3 separate regions of the Mus musculus genome follow, and all the other regions are linked to region 2. Evidence: chromatin contacts called from public promoter capture Hi-C data. All regions are on one chromosome and are shown on one strand. The core of a region is the stretch at or near the end of the contact, and the rest is flanking DNA. Distances in the headings are between cores, read along the strand shown.

Evidence for each region. Promoter capture Hi-C pulls out the DNA fragments that hold promoters and counts their contacts. Capture Hi-C pulls out chosen DNA fragments and counts their contacts.
Region 1: a promoter capture Hi-C map of erythroid cells shows a contact between it and region 2, with 4 times the contacts expected there. The contact joins the promoter of Uqcrc1 here to the promoter of Manf in region 2. A contact is called at or near these places in 2 of 39 promoter capture datasets (erythroid cells and liver) and 1 of 484 Hi-C or Micro-C datasets (B cells).
Region 3: a promoter capture Hi-C map of liver shows a contact between it and region 2, with 3 times the contacts expected there. The contact joins the promoter of Pfkfb4 here to the promoter of Manf in region 2. A contact is called at or near these places in 2 of 39 promoter capture datasets (liver and pre-B cells), 2 of 115 datasets of contacts at active chromatin or transcription factors (astrocytes and double positive thymocytes) and 2 of 9 other capture datasets (adipose tissue and liver).

What each region holds. Positions count from the first base shown.
Region 1 is chr9:108,935,100-108,938,175 of GRCm38.p6, forward strand. It overlaps Uqcrc1 (ubiquinol-cytochrome c reductase core protein 1), which reads left to right and starts at 1,549. Exons shown (of 13, transcript NM_025407.2): 1 at 1,549-1,688; 2 at 1,917-2,057. The coding sequence starts at 1,620.
Region 2 is chr9:106,890,489-106,893,957 of GRCm38.p6, forward strand. Manf (mesencephalic astrocyte-derived neurotrophic factor) reads right to left here and starts at 1,450. Exons shown (of 4, transcript NM_029103.4): 1 at 1,326-1,450; 2 at 583-710. The coding sequence starts at 1,410. Dock3 (dedicator of cyto-kinesis 3) reads right to left here. Exons shown (of 53, transcript NM_153413.2): 53 at 2,337-3,469.
Region 3 is chr9:108,990,003-108,993,486 of GRCm38.p6, forward strand. Pfkfb4 (6-phosphofructo-2-kinase/fructose-2,6-biphosphatase 4) reads left to right here and starts at 1,900. Exons shown (of 14, transcript NM_173019.5): 1 at 1,900-2,110. The coding sequence starts at 2,014.

The DNA of each region.
Region 1 (3,076 bases), core at 299-2,798, 2.0 Mb after region 2:
ACTCCCCGCTCCCCCTGCTTCTCAACCCACCCACTCCTGCTTCCTGGCCCTGGCATTCCCCTATACTGGGGCATAGAACCGTCACAGGACCAAGGGCCTCTCCTCCCATTGATGTCCGACTAGGCCATTCTCTGCTATATATGCAGCTAGAGCCATGAGTCCCACCATGTGGTTTCTTTGATTGGTGATTTAGTCCCAGGAAGCTCTGGGGAGTACTGGCTAGTTCATATAATTGTTTCTCCTATGGGGCTGCAAACCCCTTCAGCTCCTTGGGTCCTTTCTCCAGCTCCTTCATTGGGGACCCTGTGCTTCGCATCCAATAGATGGCTGTGAGCATCCACTTCTGTATTTGTCAAGCACTGGGAGAGCCTTTCAGGAGACAGCGTTATCAGGCTCCTGCCAGCAAGCTCTTGTTGGCATCCGCAATCGTGTCTGGGTTTGGTGGTTGTTTATGGGATGGATCCCCAGGTGGGGCAGTCTCTGGATGGTCATTCCTTTAGTCTCTACTCCAAACTTTGTCCCTGTAACTCATTTTTTATTGTTTTGTTTTGTTGAAACAGGGTTTCTCTGTGTAGCCCTGGCTGTCCTGGAACTCACTTTGTAGACCAGGCTGGCCTCGAACTCATGAATATATTTCTTAATGATTAATTTTTAATATTTTATGCTCTTTTACTATGCTTAACTCCCAAAGAATATTTTGCATGTTTTGAAACAATTTAGTATTCAACATTAGATATAGGATCCTCAGTTATGGATAGTATTAAATATTCATTAATGATATTTTAGGGTATGAAAGGATATGAATATAAAAGTTGAAAAAAATTTATGGATTATTTGATTCTCAAAGTACTCAACATTATTAATATGTTTGATGTATAAAATGCATTTAAATAATAAAAAATTAAGAAAAAAAGTAAACAAAAAGTTTTGAAATAATCACAAAATAGAAAAAACTTTTTTGCTTAGTTATTTTATTCCAAACAAGGAGCCCTATTCCACAAATTACCTCTACATTGTTCCTCTTTTCATACACACGTTTTTTTTCTTACGTTTTGGAGACACTGTCTTACACAACCCAGGGTAGTTTTGAACTCCTTACACAAGAGAGGAGGATGTCCTTGAACTCCTGATTCTTCTGTGTCTCCATTTCCCAAGTGCTATATATTTGGCAATATATTATTAAACGTCTTTCAAGTCAACCATTTAAGCATATTTTATTCTTTTAAACTAACTTTAGTGGACACCTTCTTGCACAGACAGGCAAGTGCTTTAGCCCTTGGGCTCAATTGTGCCTAGCCACTGCCCTCCAGGTTTCAGAGCTGCTGCTGGCGTACAATGCATCTCCCACAGTTGCATACCGCCTCCCTCAGGTGGAAGAAGGTGATGAATAGAACCTGTCTCAGATGGGACCAGATGAAGGGCCCCTCCCTCGCAGGTTGATAAATGTCCCGAAGATCCTAGAGGCACACGGACCAAATGACTACATGCGATCAATTCTTGCTAACGTACTTGCTGCCCAACAGGGGGCGACTGAGCACCAAGTCTTCCTTACAGCGCTTGCGCCTCAGACTCCGCTCTGCGCATGCGCAGCGCGGCTCTACACTGACGGAAGTTAGAAGATGGCGGCGTCCGCAGTCTGCCGAGCGGCCTGCTCCGGGACGCAAGTGCTACTTCGCACCCGCCGCTCGGTGAGGTGGCAGTGAGACGTTGGGCTGCAGGGCCCAGGGCTTTCGTACACAGATGAGGAGCAGGCTGTCTCAGCAGTGGCGGGTCGGAGTGGGGAGGTCGCGGGGGTCAGGGCCGTGGGAAGGTCATGGCGGAGGGCGGGGATGGTTATCTGCTCTGGCTTGGGTTTGAGAGCCGAGGTCCCAGAGGCTTGGCGAGCAGTTCTTGCAATGGTCGCCTTCTCCCTTTAGCCGGCCCTGCTGAGGTTACCTGCCTTGCGGGGTACCGCAACCTTCGCCCAGGCCCTCCAGAGCGTGCCGGAGACCCAGGTCAGCATCTTGGACAACGGGCTGCGTGTGGCCTCGGAGCAGTCCTCGCATGCTACCTGCACGGTAAGTGTGCGCCAGTCCTCTAGGTGAGGCCCGCCGTGTTGTCCCAGGTTGGGATGTGACCTTGGGCTCCAGTCTTACATGTTTTGGGTGGAGACTGGCTTACTGCCGGGGCTTATCCCTGTACCTGACTTCAACCCTGCCTTAACCCGGCAGCCAACATTATGGTGCTTGCCAAAGACGGGGCCGAATTCTCTCCTCCAGCTTTTCGTTCTACCTCCCCGAGAGAAGAGATTATTCTCTTGCCACGAAAAAGAATGAGATTTCACAGACTTTAGGTTATTTACAGAAAGACATCCAGGTCTGTTAGACTCACCACCTAGGCTATGTAATTTGTAGACGTAGCCAGGAATACACTTCAAGAAATGCCTCTGAAGGACGGGGAAGATGGCCCAGTGGGTAAAGAGCTTGGTACTCAAACATGGGTATCTGAATTTGGAGTCCTCAGTGTTGTGATTTAGGTCTAACACCAATACTCTGAGGGGTGGAGACTAGTGTGTCTAAGCCGGTCTTACTTTTACCTACACGAGTGGCTTACATGTGTGTATGTGCACCATGTCTGTACATAATGCCCTTGGAGGTTGGAAAAGGATATTAGAACCCCCAGAGGGCTGGTGAGATGGCTCAGTGGGTAAGAGCACCCGACTGCTCTTCCGAAGGTCCGGAGTTCAAATCCCAGCAACCACATGGTGGCTCACAACCACCCGTAATGAGATCTGATGCCCTCTTCTGGTGCGTCTGAAGACAGCTACAGTGTACTTACATATAATAAATAAATAAATAAATAAACAAATCTAAAAAAAAAAAAACAGAACTGGAGTTACAGGTGGTTGTGAGCCACCGTGAGGGTGCTGGGAATTGAACCTGGGTCCTGTGGAAGAGCGGTTCCTAACCCTACACAGTCTCACCATCCCACGTACACATACGTAAAAATAAAAATTTTTTTTCTCCTTTTTTTTTTTTTTTTTTTTCTTTTTTAAGATAGGGTTTCTCTGTGTCGTCCTGGCTGTCCTGGAGCTCAC
Region 2 (3,469 bases), core at 200-2,699:
AGACAACTGTTAGGTCACCTTGAAAACCTCTCTTTGCCAAGGCTTCGGTTTGTTAGTCTGCCCAGATCTAGCTGTCCCAGGCCCGAGGCACTTGATATATGCTCAGCTGCAGAGTTAGAGTTCCGATGAGAGACTACCATGGAAATTAAAGCTACAAGAGGCTGATGCTCCGCCAGGGTCCTTGACCTTGACTTGGCCCTGGCCATCTCGGGGCACCTAGCCAACTACTTCTGGTTCCAATCACACCAAATTCATTCTGGTCTTTGGGCACTCCCATTGCCTGAGTTGTGCTCACTCCACCTCACTGACTCCCTGTCCTCAGAGGTAGATACCCACTACTTTCTCTCTCAGCTCCCACCCACCAACTCTCCTAGCTTATTTCCTTCATGGCATCTGGCATCACTGCCTTGCAGTTGCCTGTCATTTTCTCTCCTGGTCTTACCAATATTCAGCTTATAGCAATGTTTAATAAATAGAGGATAAAAACACTTAAACCTCACATTAGTATATATACAAGTCCCATCACAAAGTGGACAGTGCCCAAGAGCCAGGGACAGGCTGGGTGGGTCACCAGCTACTTACCAACCGATTCTCTTTGCCTCTTGCTTCACGGCAAAACTTTATAAGTTCTTCTTCAATAGTGGCTGGTGAAAATGTGACATCTCTGTCTTTGAGGTCCTGGTAAAATCGTCCCAGATAAGAAATACAAACTGGAAAAGAGGGAGGAGATGGTAAGTAATTATTAGTCTCCATTTCCCCTGGAAAAAACTCTGTCAGCAGTTTTGCTAGAAGGGATTAATTTTTTTTTTTAACTCGGGTACTCAGAAGTGCACAGAGCCCTTAGGTTGCTGGGGTCCTTGTACCCAGTTGCATGCTGGGAATGAACATTACCCAAGTGACCCACACACAACCCTCTCTGCTCTTTTCAAGTTTAAGTCTAGAGTGGACACGTGTCCTTGAGGGAACTCATTGTGACCTCATAAGGGACAGATTGAAGGCTGAAGCAAATGATCAAAATGCTCCTCATTCCAAATACATCGAACCCCCAAGTGCAGCTTAGTAACCCCGAGACGGTTGCGGCCCACAGGATGCCTTCCTGTAATCGCTAAAGTGATGGGAAGACAAAAACTCCCGGGATGTGGGCTTCCGGCCAAGTTATTAACGCTACTGAACCGACGCGTTCCCTTAAATGGGTCAACGTCTCTAGGCCCGGGAAATAAGTGAGGCCCTTTCTCCAGCGGAGCCCCGGGACGGGCCGTCGCTCCCACCCTTTCGCTTTCCTTGGGTTTAGCGCCGCCAGGCCGCCCCCATCCGGTCCCCCGCACCTTCACAGTCTCCTGGCCGCAGCGCCCGGCTGTCAGGCAGCACGCTCAGGGCCAGCGCTACCGCCAGCCCGCGCGTAGCCCACATCCTCCTCAGCCGTCTCCACCACCGCCGCCGCCGCGCGAATGAACCGCACCCGGCGCGGTGTTCCGCCTAGTGGGCTGGAACAGAAACCTGAGCTTCCCATTGGTGTGCGATCCCCGCGCCCACCCATATGCTGCATCCTCATTGGTCCACGTGCCCAGGAGCCCAGACCGGCGGCTCCACGCTACCCTCCCTCATTGGCTGCTGCTGTCTGGGACCTAGACAGTTGTCGGTTGCTGATTGAGCCTGGGCGGTCCATAGGGGTGCGGAGGGAAGGTGCACGGGTCGCCATGTTGGGTTAGGGCAGCTGCTTTGGCTGCTTACCCGGAACCCTCTCAATCTATTGACTCGACCCGAATGCCGAGTCTTGGTTCCACACCCACTCCTCCCGACGCCCGGACTCGTAGAGCAGCATTTCTGGCGCCACCCTATAGCCAGTAGGATGGGCGGCGGGAGCATGGATCAGAAGCGGTTCCTTGTTTTGAACTACCACGTGGATTGCCGAGCCAATCAAGGGGAACGTCCACTTTGATTCGCCGGCTTGCTCAGACCCCGCTTTAACCTGGGTCAGACGGCAGAACCTCTTAAACGAAAGGTCTCGGCCTGCCTAGTCGTTTCCCGTCCTGGGCCTCTGAGGACCTCGCGGCAAGGCTGCGAGCAGAGGCGTTGGTCTACCTTCCAAATGGAGGCCATGGGATCTTGGGAGGTTTTGTTCTCCACTCTTGGAGACACGAGGATGGGAACTGGAGACATTACCGCCTGGACTGCCCTAATGCTAAGTGCAAGGGCTTTGGCCACTCGCCCTGGAAGGCGGAATATGGAGAGCGGCCGACTAAGTGCAGAAAAGTATCTGGAGCTAAAAGGGCTTGGAGCCCGGCGACAAGGGTTTGAGAGGGGCACTTATGCTCCCATTCAGTGAAATCAGTGGATCAATATCAGGTATTCATCTTTAATTCACATCACAGCAGTCAAGGGATGGAGGTGGGGGAGTCAGTTGCCAGATATTTACATCTAAAAGTCACATTTTTTGTTGGATTTATAACATGCTACCACAATATATACAGTAAAATGCCTCTTGGGACACTGGCACAAATTTTTTTCTTTAACTTTTCTGGTACAGGTAAGATAATTTTAAGTCAGTTTTTCTTTAGACATGAATACACAAAAGAAATGGTTAGAAGTTTTCTTGTTTTAAATAAGCACAGAATGCCAGAGGTTAAAAACACATTTATAGGGCTTATTACCAATTAGACATACTCTATACATTTTTTTGCTCAAATTCCTGTACAAATACACAGCATTCAAATAGGTATTTACAAATACGCTTTAAACAATGAAAATCAGTATTTCACAATCTTTTCAAAGGATTCTGATCTCTGACCTCCCATTTCCCTCACACTGGCTGGTTTTTCAATAAAAAGTATTCAGAATAGGTCCATTTCATCCAGTTGGGGAAAATGGAGAGAAGTAACACAAATATATTTCACTTTGCATAAAGCAAGGTCAAGGAACTTAACCCTACATTCCCCTCCCTACCTCCTGTGCCATCAAGTGGAGAAAGGAGATGTCTGCATGTGATGACTGGCTGCCTCCGTGGACTGAGGTTCAGACGTGCCTGGAAACAAACCTAAAGCTGCCCTACCTAAGAATCACATCCCAAGCTAGACTTGACCCTCATACCTGTGAACCCAGACGGTCCAGAAACAAGCTTACCAGTGAGTCTGGGCTCAGGAACAGGTGTGTGTGCCCTTGGTGCTGGGGCTATTGGATTGGCCTACCTACATCCTCAACAGTCTCCACTCTGCCTGAATGATCCTGAGGGTATCAGAAAGCCCTACACTGTTGGTACCTGGGCCCCAACATACTGTGAACGGAAATGGGCCTTCTTTCTTTTCCTATAGGTTATTTGCTGACAGTTCTATTAAACTTGTTTCTAAGAGAAAAACACTGTGACCATGGGTTTTTCTGTTTGGAAAGAATTGTGGAGAAGGGATAAGCAGCTGGGGCCAGAACTTGGCCATAGCAGGCCAGAAGGCCAACTAGTTAAGGGAACAGGGGAGCA
Region 3 (3,484 bases), core at 650-3,149, 2.1 Mb after region 2:
GTGGTCCCAAGATGACCTAGGCCATGGCCAGGACATAGGCAGGGACAGAAGGAGTAGCTTCAGAAAAGGAGTTCACAAGAGGAACCCTGTGGGTGTGCTCCAAGCTGCTCATTTCCCTCTGGGAATGGAGGGAGGATTCTGCAACTGGCAAGGAGGTAAGAGGAAATGAATCTCTGCCCAGAGCAGGGTAGTTCCCAAAATAGCCGGCCAGAGCTGGTACCAGGGAGGCCCCAAATGGGCTTCTGAATTTTATTTCCTGGTGCAGTGGTTAAGATATCTTGGTCACAGTCCTTCTGTCTATGCCAAACTCTGGAGAGTTGGTTTGAGACTTGATGAACTGACCCAAAGCAGAGACGTGAAAGGAAGGGATGTGGGCCAATTGTGAACGGGGTCAGCCTTGTTTTTCATGTCCCTAGCTTCTGGCTGGGCATATGTGAGGCAGGAAACCTGCCAGGGGTTTGGTGGAGGGCATCACTAGAGGGTAGTGAGATCGAGATTCAAACCCTGTTGCTGGGGCCTGCACAGAAAATATACAGTTTGGAGAGGCGGGGCTGAGCAGAAAGAAGAGGCCTGAGCTTTCTGGAGACTGGTGGGGGTCAAACGCAGAAGAGTGACTTCCGAACACCACCCCTCACTGGCCTCTAAGGGGTCATGTTCACTGGGGGTCGCCCAGCTGGAGAATTCGTTCATATGGTACCACTTTAGCCCTTAAGCCTGAGCTGCCAGCCCTGGCCCTGGGCCCTTGTCCCAGTACATTTTCAAAGGCAGAGAGGGAGGTAATATAATGAATGAGAACGCCCACATGTTTTTAAACAGATTTCTGAGGCTGACACATTTAATCTGTACCACAGTCTTGTAAAATTGATGACGTCTGCATCTCATTTTCCTGATGAAGAGACAGAAGCTCGTTAAAAAAAAAATTCATTATTAAAACACTAATTGGGGCTGGGGTTAGCTTACTTAGCATACACAAAGCCTTAGGTTCTCTAGGTTCGATTCCCTGCATAAACTCTGTGGAAACACTGGAGCTTGGAAGGTGAAAGCAAGATGAGCAGAAGTTCAAGGTTATCCTCAGCTACACATTAAGTTCCAGGACAGCCTGGCAACATGAAACCAGCCCTTCTTCTCCCCCCCAAAAGAAAGAAAAACCAAACAGCAATAAAATTATAATTGGTAAAATATAAATCCTGGGAAGAAAATCAGAATACTGCTTAGTGAGACCCCAAACAGCTTGTTCATATATTTCAGAGATTTAGCCTAAATTCCCCAGCAGCCAGGCCAAAACATGGTCGATTTTGAGATGTATTCTGTGTTTATGTCCCTAAGAGAAGGGAACTTTTTCTGTGTGGTTGAACAAGTTGTTCTTGTGGACCCGGGAAGTTTCAAGGCTAAAAGCAACCGAGGAGGAACGAAGAAGGTCCAGGAGGGCGCAGCGGTGGTTGACTTCCAGGGCAGCAAGTCAGTCATTAGAGCCATTCAGGGACAAGTGCCACGCTGGTCCAGACTATCCGGCTCTGAGGATCACGCAGGCCTGCTCAGCTTCTCCGTACCCTTCTCAGTAGGCGACTGTGAGGTCACATTTCTCAAGGGAGTAAGAGGCCACACAAGCTTTGGGGCAGGGCTGCAGCACCCTGGGCGGGACCATGAGTGGGGCCTATGCATATAAGAACAATCTGGTTGAGTACAGTAAACTTCACATCCGGGGCGGGGTCTGCATAATCCGGGTGTCAAAGGTAGCTAGTATTGAGCATGCGCGTTATCAACTCTGGTTTGACGGATGGGGCGTGCTTAGTCCAAAAGAAGCTATAGTAAAATTGGGCATGCGTAGTCGTAGGCCAGTGCCTCTTTAGTTTGGGTGGAGCCTATTAGTTCTGGGGCGGGCCTGCGAGAAGATTGACAAGAGTTGGAGCCGCTAGAGGGTGGGCGGGGCCGGAGGGGCGGGACCTCGGGTGGCCCGAGGTGGCCCGGTTGCTGGGTGAGTAGCAGCGCAGTCCGATTCATCCCAGCCCAGGGATGGCGTCTCCACGGGAACTGACCCAGAATCCCCTGAAGAAGATCTGGATGCCGTACAGCAATGGCAGGCCCGCTCTGCACGCCAGCCAGCGTGGTGGTAAGACCGGGGTCCTAAAGGAGAGAGAGAAGGTGAACCCTGATGGGTGGGTAGACGGCCTAGACGAGGGTCTCGAGTGAAAAGGCAGGAGACTGGTAGAGAAGCAGGCACCGGTGAGGCTATTGTAACTGGTGGGCGGAGTCGGGGACAGGTGAGAGGCTGAGAACAGGTGAGCGGGAGTGACCGTGGTACCGTGACAGTGGCCCGCAGAAGTGTGGTGAAGCAGGAGTGGGGACAGATGTGAGGGGACATCTCAGTCTGTTGGAGACTGGGTCTGACCCAGTGGATAGGCACCGACCCGAGCTGTTTCCAGTGCCTGTGTATAGAAGAGGACTTCGTTTGTGGCCGTGGCTCTTTACTCTCTCCTGGCCACAGAGTGGGCTAGCGGGAAGTCTGGCTGGAAACTGAGTTGTGTAGCTCCAGACAAGGCAGTTGGCTTCTTTGAGCTGAGAACTTTTGAAAGCCTAGCCATGGGCTAGTTAGTAGTCCTCAGGTACCCCTTGGTTTTAATGCCAAAGTTTTAGAGGAACTTTGGGGGAGTACAGTTGTCAAGATTTGGACAGTGGGAACGGCACACCATATGGACCTATATCTGTGCCCCTGGATGTGGAAGCACCCACTTGAGTTCACTGTTAAATAACTGCACAGGAGAGTCAAACATCAAAGAACTATGCTGGAATTTGTGAATTGCGAAGTGACTTACCTCTTCTGGGATCCTGAGTGTTCTCATCTACTTCCTTGGCTTTTCTGTTTGTTCTTGAACGAGTCTGTAATTTTTTATTGACAGGGAAAAGAAAAAAATTGTTTTATAAGTAACTCAAATATTGTAATGAATTTGCAGCTTGGCAAAGACCTCAGAGAACATCTCGTACAACTGGTGGCGCAGATATGGAAATGGAGATCAGGCTGTTGTGTGATGTGCCAGGGTCTCCGTGCATTCCTAAAGGCTGCTGTGTGTGATAAGGGAGGGGAGGGTCCTCTACGCTTCTGTGGCCAAGGCCAGCCTGAGGCCACGACTTTGACCATTACCATAATGAGAGGGGTTGGGAGTGGGGAAGGCGTGTGTTATATGATCATGACTTGGGTCCTCCTAGAATGGCAGTAGTTCAGAAGCAGACTGTGTTCCTGTGGGTGGTGGCTCTGACCACAGTATGGGTACTGGTGGAGCCATAGCTGTGCAGACAGACACATTCTGAGTCCTCAGGGGCTGTGGATTTAGCCTGGCCAGCTTCCAAAAGGAAGAATTAATCAGAAGCTCCTTGCCAGTCTATTAGGACAGCCGTCCAGACCAGAGGGTGGCTGCCCCCGTTACAGAAGGGCAGGGACCTGGACTTTGGGGACAGTAACGCTCAAGCCACATCCTGGACCAGCTGT